Linked DNA regions of Mus musculus: region 2 is linked to region 1. Evidence: chromatin contacts called from public Hi-C data. All regions are on one chromosome and are shown on one strand. The core of a region is the stretch at or near the end of the contact, and the rest is flanking DNA. Distances in the headings are between cores, read along the strand shown. Region 1 holds the start of Fezf1 (Fez family zinc finger 1). Region 2 overlaps Cadps2 (Ca2+-dependent activator protein for secretion 2).

What was found. A called contact is a pair of places that touch in the nucleus more often than the background predicts.
Region 2: a Hi-C map of olfactory sensory neurons shows a contact between it and region 1, with 4 times the contacts expected there. The contact joins the enhancer-like site here to the promoter of Fezf1 in region 1. A contact is called at or near these places in 1 of 39 promoter capture datasets (cranial neural crest), 5 of 484 Hi-C or Micro-C datasets (embryonic somatosensory cortex, immediate neuronal precursor, liver and 2 more), 5 of 115 datasets of contacts at active chromatin or transcription factors (embryonic basal ganglia, embryonic forebrain, embryonic midbrain and 2 more) and 1 of 9 other capture datasets (embryonic stem cells).

What each region holds. Positions count from the first base shown.
Region 1 is chr6:23,246,833-23,249,828 of GRCm38.p6, reverse strand. Fezf1 (Fez family zinc finger 1) reads left to right here and starts at 1,565. Exons shown (of 4, transcript NM_028462.1): 1 at 1,565-2,555; 2 at 2,799-2,933. The coding sequence starts at 1,755.
Region 2 is chr6:23,381,139-23,384,162 of GRCm38.p6, reverse strand. It overlaps Cadps2 (Ca2+-dependent activator protein for secretion 2), which reads left to right. Exons shown (of 30, transcript NM_153163.4): 16 at 1,159-1,282. Among named protein-coding and RNA genes, the nearest start is that of Fezf1, 130 kb to the right of the region's middle. Within about 2 kb of position 1,307, at least 22 of the 459 cell types and tissues checked have an H3K27ac peak or open chromatin away from gene starts, as enhancers often do. A contact at or near this core is called in embryonic basal ganglia and olfactory sensory neurons, where this site is marked.

The sequences.
Region 1 (2,996 bases), core at 316-2,815:
GTAGAGTTAACTCACCAGGCTGACGGTGCTTGGAGTTTGCCGGCAGCTCCTTCCCGCGGCCTCCAGGAGGCGGTTCAGGGCTCATCGCTCAGCTTCCTCCGGGAACTGGCTTGAGAACGGCGGGGGTTTGTCTACGGTCCGCAGCCCCAGGAGCGTGCCTGGGGTTCTGCTCTCGGCGACCGAAGGCTCCCGGTTGACCTCTCCGGGGAAGGCGCGCGCCGCTACTCGGGCGGGAGCCGCGGGGACCCGCGCAATGGGAGCCTCAGCGTCCGGCCTTTTCATGGAAAGCTCGCCCAGCTAGCGAATTTGGGCCCCAGGCGTCACACCAGGAGGGCGCTGGGCGCGCGGGGGAGGGTGGGGGGGGGTAGGGGACGCTTAGGGTCTCCAAACGCTCGGGGGGGGGGGGCAGAAATGGTCCGTGACCACCACACTTTGTTCGTCTGCGCGCACAGACACGCGGGGTATCGCGTGCACTGATGAGCCGCACGCAGACGCTGGCAGCCAGGGTAGGGATCGACAGATTGTATTCCCCTTCTCCGCTCCACGTTTAAAACCCTCTGCTCTGGAAGAGCAGTGGGCGCAAGTTCTTTGGAGAAATGCCCTTTCGGGGTTCTCTCTGGAAACTCAAGGAAGCGCGCTCACGCGTGTGTTTGTGTGAGTTCAATCCGCGTCTAGGTCTCTGGCCGTGTGGCTCCCTCTTATTCTTTGCAACTCAACTTTGTGGTGCTGGTGCGTCTTTCCCAGGCCTATTGCCATGGGCATCGCTTTGACAAAACCACAAACGCATAACAAGCCTCCCAAGGCCTTTACATCTCAAGGGCATTTTGGGAGGCCAGTTACCTGCTGGTGTCTTCCAAACGGTCCAGACGCGGCTCGAGCTGCAGCGACTCCTTGATTCAGGGAATGAGCACCACCTCCCGACCTCACCCCCCAGACCCCCTCGAGTCCCGGAGGATGAAAGTGGGCTGCGTAGGAGGAGGCATCGTGGCCCGAACTGAGCTCAGGCAAGCCAAGCACAGAAACCTCGGATTTTGCCGTCAGAGGTTTCCTGGTCAAGGCTTTCTAGAGCCTGGCGTTTGATAAATATAGCCTGGCATTTGCCCCTGAATTAGACTCTGTTTCCTTATTTAGCCCTAGCACAATGATTTTAGATGATGTCACTTAGAGCTAAACGAGAAAATTGATCTCAGATTTGCTTGGCCTCTAAAGCCTGGTTAAGCAGATTGAGAATTAAAAAGACAGAGGAAGCTAGGGGGAGGGGCAGCTGAAGGGTAGAGAAGTGTGTGCGGGCGAGTGCTTGCGCGTCGGGGAGGGCTCTGCGCGTTGCAGAGAGCGCCCCCGCCTCTTCTGGGCGGGGGAAGCTCTCTCACCAATGAAAAGTAGTCACCGACTGCAGAGAGAAAAAAAGTTTTCCTGTTGACTGTTGGAAGCGAATTGAGCAATTATCTAGTTTACCTTCTCCTCTTGGAAGTTAACGATTGGCGAGATCTTGGCTGCGTTATTGACACAACACTTTCTATTGATAGAAATAAGTAGTGATTGTCCCCGAGTCATTGGTGCGCCAAGAACTCTGCGATGGGCTGGCAGGAGTCCATTGGGCTGGGCAGGCAGGTTCGGCTGGTGATGCTGGGGAGGAGGAGGAGGAGGCTGCTGGTGGTGACGGTGCCTGTCCTCTCCGCAGGTCTGTGACAAGCAGGGGACAAGGCAACGATCCCGCGACTCAACCCCGGCTGACCGACGCTGGCGACTCAGTCATGGACAGTAGCTGCCTCAACGCGACCACCAAAATGCTAGCGACTGCTCCAGCTCGGGGCAACGTGATGAGCACATCTAAACCCTTGGCTTTCTCCATCGAACGAATCATGGCGCGCACCCCTGAGCCTAAGGCCCTGCCGGTCCCCCACTTCCTGCAGGGAGCCGTGCCCAAAGGGGACCCCAAGCACTCTCTGCATCTCAACTCGTCGATCCCCTGCATGATCCCTTTCGTCCCCGTGGCGTACGACACGAACTCCAAAGCGGGAGTGAATGGCTCAGAGCCCCGCAAGGCGAGTTTGGAGGTTCCGGCGCCGCCCGCGGTGGCGCCCTCTGCGCCGGCGTTCAGCTGCAGCGACCTGCTCAACTGCGCGCTAAGTCTTAAGGGCGACCTGGCCCGCGACGCATTGCCACTACAGCAGTACAAGCTGGTAAGGCCGCGTGTGGTCAACCACTCTTCGTTTCACGCCATGGGTGCCCTGTGCTACCTGAACCGAGGTGACGGCCCGTGCCACCCGGCTGCGAGCGTGAACATCCACCCGGTGGCCTCCTACTTTCTCAGTTCCCCTTTGCACCCACAGCCCAAAACGTATTTAGCCGAAAGGAATAAACTGGTTGTACCGGCAGTGGAGAAACTCCCTTCGGGAGTAGCTTTCAAAGACCTGTCCCAGGCTCAGCTGCAGCATTACATGAAAGAAAGCGCCCAACTTTTGTCGGAAAAAATCGCTTTCAAAACCTCGGATTTCAGCCGCGGCTCTCCAAATGCCAAGCCCAAAGTTTTCACTTGTGAAGTCTGCGGCAAGGCAAGTCTTATGCCAGGAGTTCCTTCTTCCTTCCTTCCTTCCTTCCTTCCTTCCTTCCTTCCTTCCTTCCTTCCTTCCTTCCTTCCTTCCTTCCTTTCTTCCTTCCTCTCTCCATCCCTCGCTTCTGTTTTAGTATTTGGGGAGTGGAAGTATAAACTTGTTTTGCCCCCTCCCTCCTTTTTATCACTTTGGATCCAATCTGTGCTTCCGTTAACCTGTTTTCCTTTGTGTTTAATTTTTAAGGTCTTTAATGCGCACTATAACTTAACCCGTCACATGCCGGTACACACAGGAGCCAGACCCTTCGTGTGTAAAGTGTGTGGGAAAGGTTTCCGGCAAGCTAGCACCCTTTGCCGGCATAAGATCATTCACACACAGGTATGTTCCTCCGTCAGAAGTTTACCCGAAAGGCTTTGGAACCATTTGGGGGGAAAAACGCAT
Region 2 (3,024 bases), core at 58-2,557, 130 kb before region 1:
AGTACCAAATATATGTCACAATTGAAATTGATAATAAAAGACCTGATAAATGATAAAGGTAGCTGACTTCAAGAAAGAAAAGCTTGCCTAAATACATTTGAAAATGCTGTCAGGGGTTATTGATGCTTGCATACTGGAACCAATTCAAGAGTGCTCAAAGATTGGTAAAAAGAGATTAAAATACTAAAGTTTCCATGGGTATTTCCAGGTTCTTTAGTGCTTATTGCAATTTAAGAGATTAGTAGAATACGTACTACACTTTAAAAAATCACCTTTATTACACTTTTCTCATATGTATCATTGTTTGAATATAAACAAAGCATAACAATTACATTAAACACATGAGAAAATAGTCTGCCTAACAATGACTCACAATTTACAATAGGAGTTGTAATGAAAAGTATTAATGTATTGTTAGAACACGTTTAAAGTTACCTTTTGAATTTGTTTATATAACTATTGGCTCCTTGTTAACAAAAAAACATGGTAAGGAAAACTGTCCAAGAATACATTTTAGGGACCCAGCAGAGAAAAACCTTCATTTTAATCTGAAACTGAAGGAAATGTCCCCATGTCAAGAGCTTGATCTCACATAAAGCACTTGTTCCACGAAGGCGAAGACGCCCCTTCCTCTTTTCATACTGCAGCACCCTGTCCGCAGCAGGTCACAATTAATAATGTCTCATTTGTAATCTTTACACTGCTCCAGAATTATGCCCATCCGTGCTAGAATTGTTTCCTACGATTTTTCCACATATAACTCAGAAGACCTGGGGCTCTTACCTGAGGGCTATACAAGACAAACTTTGTTTATCACTTATGCCAAGGGCTGTAATCCTGATCTGAAACAGCTGCTCTAATGGTGTCGTGGATCCCTGGAGGAGAAGTGACTGTCACCCTGAATCCTGGGGACCTGGCCTATGGGAGGTTTTGATGTTCACAAATGAGGCTTAGACAGGAGGAACCAATGCTGAAGGATTAGGTCCCAGTTGTGAAGTGCAGACTCATTACTTCCCACAAGTTACAGAAGGCCCCTCCCCCTTCCCAGGAACACTCAGGGCTGGGGCAATTTGTGTAATTTGTTTTTAGAATGTATTTTATGCAATGTCTCTCCTCTCTCCTTTTCCCACCCACCCTGCTTCTCTCTCCTCTCTGTAGGTTTTAATGAAAGACATTGCCACTCCTATCCCTGCGGAGGAGGTGAAGAAAGTGGTCAGAAAATGTCTGGAGAAAGCTGCCTTGATCAATTACACTAGGCTCACAGAATATGCCAAAATAGAAGGTCAGTGCCCTGAGCAATTGCTGAAGTGGCTGTGAGAGCCGACAATGCCTATTAACTGAATTTTCTATGAGAAGTCCTTTCCTTCCCTGAACAATCCTGTGCCGAGGCAAAGGGAAATGTCTCATTAAAATCTCAGCTGGCGAACTGAAGCGCTTTTTCCTATTCATCGCTTTAATATGCCTCCTGGGACTCGGCTTGAATGAAAGACCCAGGATCCATGCTTAAGTTGTCCTTTGTTCTTATTTTGAGTTTTCGAGAAACCAAAAGGTGTTTTCATGGGTTGTATTTTTTTGACATTACTGTAAGTATGTCTAACATTTAAACTATGGGCTGTGGATGCTTTGCTGATTGGTGTCAGTGTAGCATTATGTAATTTTATTTTCTGATCTGCACTGTCACTCGGTGGTGGAAGAAACTTGTTGATTGTTATGTGGGCTGGAGTAAGCGGGGAGAACTTCCTGCCGCTGTTAATTGCTGGCTCTATATTGATGCATTTGAAAGATTAGACCTCTTGAGAGGACTGTGCACTTTCTCTCTTTCTTCGAGCTTTATTCATTAAGGACACTGATATTTTAAATGTTTAGAGATAAGTAGATGGGAAGGTACAGCTGAGTCACAAGATCAGCTTTGATATTTCAGGCTTTTGAACTGGTTGACTTCAAAGTATCGGGAAAGATTTTAAGTTATTTGTTCGAATTGTCATGAAGCTGACATACATCACACAGGGGTCATTACCAGAAAGAAAGGAAAAGTTTGTGTTTTGTTAAATATTTATATCTTAAAATAAGAGGGAAGCCATCCTGTAGACAAAGATCAGTCACTTTTAGTATTTTTAGATTGTGCTTAGTGGACAGTTAATTTATAATTAATTGGTATTACAATAATTTTATAAATATTCAGCCAGTGGAAAAGAGAAATGTTGTCTTCCCTTTTTTTATCTCCAAATCTGGACAAGCTCTCTAACAAGCATGTGATAACCAACCTCCTGAGTGATTAACAAAAAAGCCATCTCATCACCATAGCAACCAATATTATATCAAGAGAGTAACAACATGAAACCTCCTTAGTTACCAGCTTAACATCATTAATTATGATATCATGTTGTGTTAAAGCAAACGCAGTGAACACTCGGTCGTTTGAAGGAAGTGGAAGATGAACACTTTGGTTTTCATTTGTGAATACTCGGTCCACGTAGCTTTCGTGTTGGGGAGTGTTGAGGGTTCCAAATGTGATTGAAAGAGCTTATCCATGAACCGACATTAAAACAGTTCAAGTATCTCAGAGGAAAGTGTGTGGGGATCTTTAGGCATTATAATACCTTTTGTACGAATATATTTCCAGTTTAAAATGTGCAGACAGAACTTTGTCTTTCTGAGCTCCTCTGGCAATGCTTTGCTGCTCTGCGAGAACTCTGAGATGGATGGCAGGCTCCCATTCACAGGTTAGCTCAGTGCTTTATGGTTGTAGCGCCCACTGGGAAGGACACAGAGGATCTTCTTTGATCCATACATGGAGATGTTTGTCCTAAAACCAAGTGGAGAGAAAGTAGGGACCCTCCCGTGTTCTCCTTTCCTGGAGTCTAATGAGACAATATTCTAGAAAAGTAATCTGCCGAATTACTGCCACGCTGCCTTACCTCAAAAACAAAAAACATTGCTCATCCACTGAGTAAAAACTTGCATGCTTTTTCAATTTCTGCTTCTACCCTTCCTATTCTGATTTTCATTTGTAAAAAGAAGAAA